2 separate regions of the Mus musculus genome follow, and region 1 is linked to region 2. The links are chromatin contacts, called in public Hi-C maps. All regions are on one chromosome and are shown on one strand. The core of a region is the stretch at or near the end of the contact, and the rest is flanking DNA. Distances in the headings are between cores, read along the strand shown. Region 1 overlaps Mast4 (microtubule associated serine/threonine kinase family member 4). Region 2 holds the start of Gm41046 (a long non-coding RNA gene).

What was found. Hi-C and Micro-C count contacts between places; a contact is called where the count stands out from the background.
Region 1: a Hi-C map of conventional type 1 dendritic cells shows a contact between it and region 2, with 2.6 times the contacts expected there. The contact joins two enhancer-like sites. A contact is called at or near these places in 1 of 39 promoter capture datasets (embryonic stem cells), 1 of 15 datasets of contacts at CTCF or cohesin (embryonic stem cells), 41 of 484 Hi-C or Micro-C datasets (B cells, the Ba/F3 cell line, the HL-1 cell line and 22 more) and 11 of 115 datasets of contacts at active chromatin or transcription factors (astrocytes, embryonic stem cells, large pre-B cells and 1 more).

What each region holds. Positions count from the first base shown.
Region 1 is chr13:102,896,171-102,901,749 of GRCm38.p6, forward strand. All of the region lies in intron 4 of Mast4 (microtubule associated serine/threonine kinase family member 4), which reads right to left. Among named protein-coding and RNA genes, the nearest start is that of Gm30106, 8.8 kb to the right of the region's middle. Within about 2 kb of position 3,306, at least 173 of the 459 cell types and tissues checked have an H3K27ac peak or open chromatin away from gene starts, as enhancers often do. A contact at or near this core is called in conventional type 1 dendritic cells and hematopoietic stem and progenitor cells, where this site is marked.
Region 2 is chr13:102,665,897-102,671,266 of GRCm38.p6, forward strand. It overlaps Gm41046 (a long non-coding RNA gene), which reads right to left and starts at 563. Exons shown (of 3, transcript XR_873886.1): 1 at 451-563. Within about 2 kb of position 3,190, at least 32 of the 459 cell types and tissues checked have an H3K27ac peak or open chromatin away from gene starts, as enhancers often do. A contact at or near this core is called in conventional type 1 dendritic cells and hematopoietic stem and progenitor cells, where this site is marked.

The DNA.
Region 1 (5,579 bases), core at 2,056-4,555, 230 kb after region 2:
CCGGGGCAGGTGACATGCAGATGACTGGCCACCTGCCTGCCCTGGAGAGCAGTACAGCAAATCTAGTTTGGGGTGAATGAATTCTCTGTTTATGTGGACGGGCACTGGGGTGAAAGATAGTAGGTAAATAACTTTGATCCTTATACGCAAAAATCAGACTGACTCCATCTACCATTAAGTAAGGTGCTTGATGTTTGATTCAGGTAGCCTATTTGGAAAATGCTTTTGATCTTTGCATCCAAAGTCTAGAGTTTAGCCAAGTAAAAGGAATACTTTTTACAGGAATTCTTTCTCCAGGTCCAAGATCAACAAGTCCTTAAACTCAGACTTGGGAAAGAACATTACATAATAGCCACTTAATGGCTATTGTTTTACAGTACAAAGGGTTCATTTGGCATTTCCTAGAGAGCTTTATTCAGGTGGTAGCTTTTCCCATGACAGACATACTCTCTTAATCCCAGCCCTCCATGAATCTATAAAAGAAAACATTTAATAACTGTAATTTCCAAGGTAGAGACATCTAGCATGCTGCATTCCACAAGACACACATGTTGTATGTGAATGGGGAATATACGTTGTTTTTTTTGTTTTTTTGTTTTTTGTTGTTTTTTTAGGTAAGCTACAGGTGCTGTGACTTCCTTCAGATTTAACAGCCAAGAAGCTTGGCAGTGTGTAGGTAATCCTCCAAGGGTGACTCTTAAGGAGGTGGCATAGTCAATCCTGAGACATAAACTTGTGCTGTAATATTTAAAATTAGAACAAACATGGCTAAACGAGCATCTATATTTCTCATGGTGAAGAATGGGCCTGCTGAGCTCAGCTTTCTCCCCTCGAAGCCTATGGCTATCGGCTGTGATCTCAGCAAGATCCAAATATGACCCATCAGGTGGCTCGCTCCGCCCAGGCAATTTGCTGGGAACCTAAGTCATTAGTCTAAAAGACATGAACTTCCATGTCAGGTTAGAAACTTCCCAGACTCATGGAGAGCTGGTTCTCTGCTCTAAAGAGGTTGAGGTTTATGTTGAGATCTGCACTTTGCCTGCAATTATAGTGGATAAAAGACACTACACTAACAAAACCAGGGTCATTGATAAATTGAAGACCCAAATAGGAGCAGAATAGAAAATTCCCCAGGGTTCTATAATAAAGCAACCAACAGGGTGCTTAAGAAATGAGATAAACACTAACAATTGTCTATTCGTAGCCATCCATTTTACATTCAAATACTGACCAAAGCCTAAAGTTTATACTAAGTTCCTTTTTTCTTTATGACAAAACAATATGACTGTTCAGTTTGATATCAGTCCCCAACAGCTAAAACCCCCTCAGGTCCTGCTATTCTATAACAAAGCTTAAGGTCAACATTTTAAAAATTTACCGCTGAGTCCTTGACGGAACTCCCTAATTTCCAGGCAGATAGAGGGAAAAGAAAACAGAAAGTATGGGAACTTCAAAAAATTAACAGCCCGTGTGAACTTTTATTTAGAGATTTCTCTCGTTACAAAGTGTACCCATGTGTCATGAAAAACACGTTCGTGACTATTAATACATAGCCAGCTCTACTCATAGAGAGTGATGGCTTCCAATAGACAAAGTTATGGACACCACCCATCCACTTTCATCCCCGTGGCCCCAGGCCCTTTTTAAAAACATCTTGGCTCTCCTCCTTAACTTTCAAAGCGATTATTCAGTTACCATGATGTCACACTCAAATGACTAGATGACATCTAGTGAAGATAAGACAGGTTAAAATAAAATACCTCTGTGTGTGCTCACACTAGAGTTGGGCGTGCTCCGGACCCTGCTGGGGAGGGTCCAATCGGAATCTCTCCAAGGGAAGAGCTACTTTTATTCTAACCAATACACAGAAGACTCCCCACAGAGTTGTATAGCTCCAGCCCAGTTCCAAGCCTTCTTCCTCTACAGACCCATAGGGACTAAGGATTTTTTGATACCAATATCTACCAGCTTTTTAGTCTCTATTGCAAAGCTTATGACTCCCCTGCTTTAAAAGATACTATTTAAACTCCTGATACCAGATATATTTGTAAAGAAAACCAGGCAAAGCCATAAAAGACTAACACATTCTTTCTCATATCCTACCTCCCTGTCCCAGTATCCTGGACCTTAAAGCAGCCAGCCAGAGAAGCACAAACGCACTGCCTAGTTACAGGGTGAAGAGCTGTGACTCCTTCTCCAAAGCATAAGCTTCCATGTCCTCATCGATTATTTCCAATGCATTTTTTTTTTTTTGGAAACCCACTTTTTTCACTTTATACATTCCTCACTGCTCTGCCTCCTCCTCCATCACCATACACCTGAACATTACAGGGCAGCAGTGACAACTTGGGAGCTCCCATTCTGAGCCAGGCTGGCCTTGAACTCTGAGAATCCACCTGCCTTTGTTCTCCTGATTGCTGCGATCTGGTCAGCCTTAAGGGGGAACTGCAGAGACTGTCAGAACTCCCTATGCTAGGCGGAAACCCAGGCTCTCAGCAGACAGCAGCAAGAGCCGTATATACCAAAGTCTTGGAGTAGAGCCCTCTCTTCCCTGGATGAATTATTCGGGGAAAAGGCTGGGCACGGTGTGGCAGGGCCGGGGAGGAGGGGTGAGCTCTACAAGGCAGCTTCAGGGCACATTAGCCAAGCTGGAGCTGACTGGATGAGAGGATGACAGGGCGAGTCCTGCAGCAATAGGCAAGGCACAGTGGAGAACGTGAAGACAGGAGAGGGATGAAAGGAAGCAGTTATGAAACAGGCCTGGGCAAGGCCAGGAGTGGGAGGAAATGGCTCAGGGACTCAGGGAGGGGCCTAGCCCGCAGGTCAGGCGTGGAGAGGCGAGGAGGAGCCACAAGTGGGGCCTGGTTTCGGCCACCTGTGGAACCAGCTGCTGAGAAACGGCCTGGTGCCAGGGCTCAGGAGGGAGCCAACAGTGAGGGGAATTAGGCCCAAGAAGATCCGGGGCTTTATGTGGGTTCATATGTCTGTTTGCGGACAGGGTCTCACAGTATAGCCCCGGCTAGCCTAAAACTTGTCCCATAGACCAAATAGCCTGAACATGCAGCAATCCTCCTGCCTCTTCCACCAGAGTGCTGCTGATATTACAGGTGTAGGCTACCGCACCCAGCTGAGTCAAGGCTTTAAAGTGAAACTCCAGCAGCAAGCTCAGAGGGAAGAGAAGGAGAGGGGAGGGGAGGAGAGGGGAGGGGAGAGGAGGGGAGGCGAGGTTCACAGGCTGTGGGAGGAACTTGAACTTCCAGGGAGGATGTGAAAAGGAAACTTCTGCCCTTGCCAACTCTGGTGATGGAGCAGCCCATGGGGTGAGCAGACGGTGAGTAAGGGGATGTGATTCAGGAACGAGGCTCCTGGGCTGCCTGAACATATAAGGCTTGGTGCCACGATGCATGACCTCTGGGTTTATCTGCCCACAAAAGGTGGTCACCACCCAATCTGCATTTCCTTGCTTCACACCAACCGTGCTGGTCAAATGACAACTCAGAGTACCACTGGACAACTGTTGATGCTGGGGGCACTGATGGTCTCCCCACTGTGTGAGCCAGAGACAACACTCACGCACGCATGCACACAGGCCACCCTTCACTCTTGGGGGACTTATCCCCTTGAAAGTCATCTCTGCCCATTCCTTCAATGACGCTGTTTTTCTTCCAGACTAAGATAATCTACACCTCCCATGGTATAAATGATGGTTTCCAGGTCAATGCCCTATACCTAAATTCAACTTCCTGTCTGGGGACTTTCTTTTTGTCCTTCCTGCCTCAAGAGACTTTGATGTTGCCAGACAGTTGCCCCCCCCCCAAATGTTTCTCACAGTCTTCAGCCTCCCTTTAAATATTACCTTTTCAAAGGGACTTCCCTAGCCTCTTTATTTAAAGCAGTCCCCACTCCACACCCACAAGGTTACTCTCTCTCTCTCTCCCTCTCTCCCTCTCTCCCTCTCTCTCTCTCTCTCTCTCTCTCTCTCTCTCTCTCTCTCTCTCTCTCTCTCTCCCTTCCACACTCTTGCAGCTGTCGGAACACTGACCCCAATTTGGCAATGGGCTTCTTTAGATATCTGTTTACTGGTGAGGCTGACTTATTCACTACTGTAGTCCTTGCCTCAGCATGAACGGAAGGCAGGAATGAATTCCCAGTGGTCCTTCAAACAGAATCAAAACTCCACAAATGTGGTTTTAACTGTGTGTGTGGGAGGAGGGGGATACAAGAAGCAACTCCAGGTATCCATCCCCCCCACCCTACTACCCCCGCTCCAACCGGCCTTCTCCCATTCCCCACGTTTGCGTGTTTGCTGACTACCACCCAGATGGCCCTCAAGCCAAAACCACTTTCCAGGGCCACGGTGGAATCCTTGCTTGTCCAAGGACAATGGCTCACTGACTGGCTCCTATCAAGTTAAGAAGTTCACATCCTTAACTTCTCTCCCAGGTAGCAGATCCTTTCTGTAAACCTTACAAAGTTTCAGCTAGGCCGATGCAATGGTTTAATGACTGACTGACTGGTGTGAAGATCTCACCCTGCTTCCAGGCCGGAGCTCCCCAGAGTCACTCACTAGTCACCCCCTTTCTCTCCCCACTGGATTAAGGATAGGCTACTTCAGCTCTCCTCAGCCACGCTGCTGACTACCCATGCCGTCATGACCGTGGTGATGTCAACAGCTAAGATTTATTCATTGTTTTTATTCGCCGGTAATTGCATTAGGAAAAATAAAGGCCGTATTAGCCAGGCTGGAGCTGATGAGAGATGTGAGGCAAGCAGGGTGAGCCTTGGTAAGGATGAAAGGAAACAGTCATGAAGCTCACACACACACACACACACAACTCAATAAGTAACTTACTTATCCCTATTTCAAAGATGGAGACGCTGAAGTTCAAGAAAGTAAACTTGCCCAACACCACAGGGGCCAGAGATAAACCCAGGTGTACTAAATTCAGATCCAGCCGCCTCCTCATTGCTGTCTTACAGTTTTTGGTACCCAGCAAGCTCCATCTAGGGTCTTTCTTGCTCCAGCAATGTGTGCAGTCTTCTCTCTCTGACCTCTCTCTGACCACAGCCACTGAGCTTTGGTCCGCACCATTTCTATTCCCTCTGGGAAGGCACTATGCTCTCCGAGAAATAGCCCTGCATCTTTCAGAAGTCCTGAACTGTGGCCTTTTGTGTATGGTGCCTCTCCTGGACTCCTAGATCCAAGTCTCTCCTTTGCACTGAGCATGCGTGGGGCCTATTGCACCTTGGAAATACCCCACAGCTCTGGTTTACAAGGCTTTCCTGGCAGGTTTTGCAGAAGGCACACATGAGGCTTTCAGCTTTGGGTCACATAGATACATGCTAGGTACTGAACAGATGTCAATTGTACCGGTCTTTCAATAAAAGAGGTGAGTACAAACTTATCAACAGCTTTAAGCACTGAATGTTGGGGCAGAAAAAAAAATCCATTTTCCACCTTTCTCATATATGCATGATCAAACGAACGAACAACCCCCCCTCCTCCACTGGATGTTTCTGCAGGCAGGTGTTCATCAAGAGTCAATATATTTTGTTAATTATGACAGTTAAAAAAAATC
Region 2 (5,370 bases), core at 1,940-4,439:
TCCAAATGCCTTTCCAGGCTCTGGTTGGTCATCTCCTCTTTACTCCACTGCAGCCTGGGACAGTAGCTTCCCTCGGCTTACTTAAAATGGAACGTTATGACCCTACGCACTGACGCTGTCACCCCACAGCTGTGCTCCTGCGCTCCCACCCCAGGTCTCTATGCTACAAGCGTCTATTGGTTGCCTAAACACAGCCTTGACCCAATGCTTAATCCACTCTCTGCATGAGCTAGCCTCCTTTCCCTTTCCCCAAACCACAAAGCAGTAAACCCCTTCCTGATGCCACATCTGCTCCCTACTAGCGTAGTCCTTTTCTTCTCTGAAACCCCATCAGCCCGCATCTTTGTGCCTGCGTTCCATGTGCAACGTGTGGTGTGGCCACGGGCTACTCGTGGCAGCACGTGGTCAGGATAGTTATGAACGCTTCCCAATACCAAATCAGAAACTTACTTAAAACATGATGAGATACCGTCCCAATTCTTAAACTTGATGGTGTAGTTCTCAGACGTAAACTTTGTACAGGGCAATGTGGTGTCACAGTGTCAAAAGGCTGGATGCGCTTGGCAGCGTTTTGAGTGTGTGTGCTAGCTTTAAGAGTGTGAGTTTCCTGGGCTTGACTCCCCTGCCTTCTCAGCACAGATACTTCCTGCTACATATATTTGAGGACTGTGTAACGGCCAGTATCCCAACAGGGGGTAATACTATCTTACAAGTTTTTATCAACAGGATTTTCGTCTAGGAGCATGATAAAGTAAGACCTCCCTGTCTCATTAAGTTATGAAAGCTTAAGCCGGGTGTGGTGGCGCAGGCCTTTAATCCCAGCACTCGAGAGGCAGAGGCAAGCGGATTTCTGAGTTTGAGGCCATCCTGGTCTACAAAGTGAGTTCCAGGACAGCCAGGGCTATACAGAGAAACCTTGTCTCAGGAGAAAAAAAAAAGTTATGAAAGCTTAGGCTTATAACCACACATACACAGTGAGTTACAGGTGCAATCCCACTTCTCGTTTCTAATCTGACTCTGGGAGACTTTAAGACTATTTCCAGCAGCCCCTCTCCCCACTTCCTCCTCCTCCTCCCCGGCCCTCTCCTGTTACCTCCCTCCCTCCACTTCCCCTTCCTCCAACAGTGCTGTGTGCATGAGACCACACTGGACTTGCTCTCTCTGGGATTCAGCCCAGGTCTCATCCATAAAGTTATCTTGGCCCACAAAGCTTTCACGTTCTTCCATTTCAAGACAAACGTAGTGAGTTTCCATTGAAGTAGAAATAGTTCCCACGTAGTTAAAAAAAAAAAATAATTCAAGAGCTGAGGCCCAGTCAGTAAAATACTTGCCGCACAGACATGAGACCTGACTTGAAGCCACAGCATCTCAGCATCATCTTATGCTGAGCTTAATGGTGTACACATATCACCCTAGCCCTGTGGATGAGGGGCAGAGACAGGAAGATCCCTGCAGATCACTGCCTAGTCTGTTCTAGCCGAATAATGAGCCTTGGATTTAGTGAAAGACCCTGCCTCAAAAACTAAAGTGGAAAGAAATGGAAGAGACCCAGTACTGAACTCTGACCTTCATATACATGCATGCACACCAACATACACATATGCATGTTGTGGGTGGGCCTGGTGCTCTTTATATTTTGGTGCTAATCCTGCTTTCCTGGGAGGGGTCATGAACAAGGAGTGAGTCACATACTTATGTGACTTCAATCCCCTAATGAATAAAGGAGCCAATCACTGGGCGAGTAGGAAGGACTTTCAAGTTGGACGAAGGAAGAGAGGGTTAGAGGCTATTGGAACGGTAATGGCATAAGGTCTACATGTAGCTACTAGTGTCTCCTGGTTTCAGTGGTGGATCCATCAGGATTCGCCACCAGAGGAATCAGATTTAATACTGCTTACAAGATTAGGTTTAGTTGTTGCACCCAGAGATTGAGTTACCATTGTTTCTGAGCTAAATTTGTGTGGTGTTTTTCTTCTCTCAGGAACTTGACTGGGTTCCAGAGACAAAAGTACGGCGGCAAAGCAAGGGTTTGCCTGATGTGCACCACAAAGGCCTCGGGGGCTTTGAAGCATGAGGCTGGCATGATAGCAACCCAAAAGTGGGAACCTAGCGAGCTGGGTGGGGAGATTGTGGAGGTCTGAGTCAGAGTCTCCATGAGATAATAGGTTGGCCATTGTCGGCCAGTGCATGGCCAGCCAGCCCCACAGGGCAGAGAGTTGCCGGCAGTAGAGCAGGAAACCTGCCGGTCATCTCAAGAGATTTGTTTCTACCAGGTTGCTGGATGTTGTGGCGGCTGACCACAGGGTGGACGGTTATTGCATGGGGCTGGCATGGCAATGATCCAAGGGAACTCGGGAGCTCCGGCCCAGAGAGATTACCCAGAGAGAGATCATGGAGACATGTAGCCCCGCTGTGTCTATCACTAGCGAGGGATCGTGATGGTCTTTTTAAAATATTTCCTGCAACGTATGCACACACACACCCCAATATATACATATACCACACACACCATAATTCAAAGAGAGTAAATTACAATAAAGTGAAAATTCTCCCATTTACACCATACTTACACCTCAGTTTATCACCTCGGAAATAACTTATCCATTTTCTTGTTCATCTTTCTATATTTCCTCCTCTTGCAAATACACACATATACACAGAGAGACAAAGGACAGAGACAGACAGAGAAACAAACAAACAAACAAAAAACCCAGAGGGACAGAGGTAGACAGAGAAATGGAGAAACAAAGGAAGAGACAAAAATTATATATATTATAATTTATATAAAAATTATATTAAGTTTATATAAAAATTGTAATTACATAAAATATATGTGGTATATATTACATATATGTTGTTTTTCATAGGAGCAAAAGAACACAATGTACACTTCTTATACATCTTAGGTATTTTCTTTAACAGCATTCTGTGGTTTATAAATCTAAGTTAATAGCTCTAAGTCCCTTAGAACAGTGCTTGAACCATAGCAAATGCTAAAGCAATGTCCCCTCACATGGGGGAGGTCAAAGAACAGACTCCAGCATTCGAAACTGTTGGAGCGCAGAGATAAAAACCAACACGGTTCCACTGGACAGGATGGACAGAAGCCCGGAGGATACCCCAGAGACTACACTACTACCCCTCCCAGTGCCTGTGTGGCATTTGGGAAAAAAAATGTTGCCATCAAAGGACACACTTCCTCAAATGAAGTCACACTTTCCTCTCTCTGGTATGGATACATCTAAGCTATGCATAGGGAAGCAAGTCTTCGTGGTAGATTTTGCTGCAGCCACGATCAGAAAATGAGAGCTGACTTCTGCACTTTAATCTGTTACATCCCAGTAGCAATGTTAAACTCACCTACAAAGAATGAATGGTGTTAAACCCCCAGTTTGTCCAAAGCTTGCTCAGGTCCACATCAAGTCACAAATGTTTCTGAACGATAATGAAGGGGGAGAGTCTCAAACTTGGTTCTGGTTCCAAACCTGTCCACTGAGGTCCTCTGACTGACCCAGAACTCATAGCAGATGTAAATTCTAAGGCTAATCAGAGCAGCTGCCAGGGCAAGGCTCAAGAGGGGGCCACAAGCAGTTTGTTGGTGCAGACCATTTTGCCTGGTGCCGTGAGGAACATTCTCTGTCCACACAATGTTCAGTTCCCCAGAGATGCCTTCTCGTTTCTTGGTGTAGAAACATGACAGAGGCCTTCCACTTGCCCAGGCCACCTGACCCACAATGCACCTGTCAGACTCAGCAACCAACACAGCCTCGGGGTAGGATGTGGGGAAGGGCAAAGGTTTTGAAATGTGGAGCTATTTGGGTGTCTGAGGAATTTGACAGAACTTGTGACTGCTCCGTTTGGTAACTTAAATAAACAGGAGTCGTTCCAGAACAAATAGCGGAGTCCATTTAAATTCACCACTCCCCCCTCTCCCTGCCAGAGCTCTTTGTTTTAAATAGGCATCGTTTGAGTGTTCGTGGGTATGTGCACGCACTTCTAACCAAAGGTTGGGAGAGATGCCAAATGGTAGCCCTCCCAATGCTATCAGGGAGGAAACAAGAGATGCCTGACCCTGTGCTGTGCCCCACTGAGAGGCTTCTGTGGGGCAGGGACTAGGTCAAAACAAAGCCAACTACTGCAGACAACTGTTTTTGCCACCGAGTCTCCAAAGCCCTACAGCACCCGATACATGTGACCCACATAACTACACGGACACAGGGCGCAGGGGGCAAGCCTGTACTGCGACAGCTGCCACCCCTTCACGGCTCTGTATTGTCCCTGAGCCTGTTTTGCTCAAAGGTCCTGACAAGGAGAAAACTTGAATCCAGGAGGAATTTGAGTCATTTGGGGTGTGAGTATCTAAAGTACTGATGAAAACAAGAGACAAAAATGGGCCAGGTAGTTGATGGCTGAGACCTGGGGATGTTTTTGGTTCTGCCCTGCCTGACCACTGACTTTATCAAAGTGCTGTGGGACCGTGAATGACTGTCACTCTACTTCCTGAGTGAAAGCCCACCTGAGGCAAGAGATGACACCTCCCTCACACTTAAAGGCACTCTACCTTTACTGTTAATCAGCCCTCAGTCGGGCTACCAAGACCCCCACCAGTGCTGAGCTGCTGATTGCCCTTGACTGCTCCAACGCCAGGTCAAGAAGACTTGACCTTGGGATGTAACCAACCCCTGTGAACTCTGCATGACAACGAAAAGAGATTGACAGAATGACACCAAACACCGTGCGAAGACTAAGACCAGGGCCACCTGCTCGCTTCTATGTGTGGAAAAACTGGGGCTGGCTGCAGACCTGGCCTTGTTCCAAACAAGGATTGGTCTAAGGCCACTGCACACAGATGTAGAAGAGGCCCACAGCTGGGCAAGTGTTTAGGGAAGGGATCAGACACTCCCCAGGGAAGGATGCATGGCAGGGTGACACAGCTGTTGTAAAGGTCTGCGCTGTTCCAGTGGCTTTAGGGAATTAAGACATTAGGACCAGGAGTTCCAGACGAAACGCTTAATTTAGTCTGGTTTCCAGTTGCTTACACCAAGAACCTCAGAGATAGTGGTGAGATCTCTTGTTGTTGGACTCCCTCTCTCCCTCCCTCCCTCTCCCTCTCCCTTCCTCTCTCCCTCCTTCCTCCCTCTTATCTAATACATAAGAAGCCCCATTGCTCCTGATTTCAAGCTGCAAACAGTGTCTGGCCCTTCCCAGCCATCCCCACTGCCCACATCTCCAGGCAGGCCACCATTCTCTTCGACCTCCATTGCTGGGTGCTCCACTGCTCATGAGGCAGACCTTTAAAACCTAAGTCAGGTGGCATCCCTCTTCTCCTTCCTAGAAACCCTTCAGCAACTCTCCCTTCTATCTCAGAGA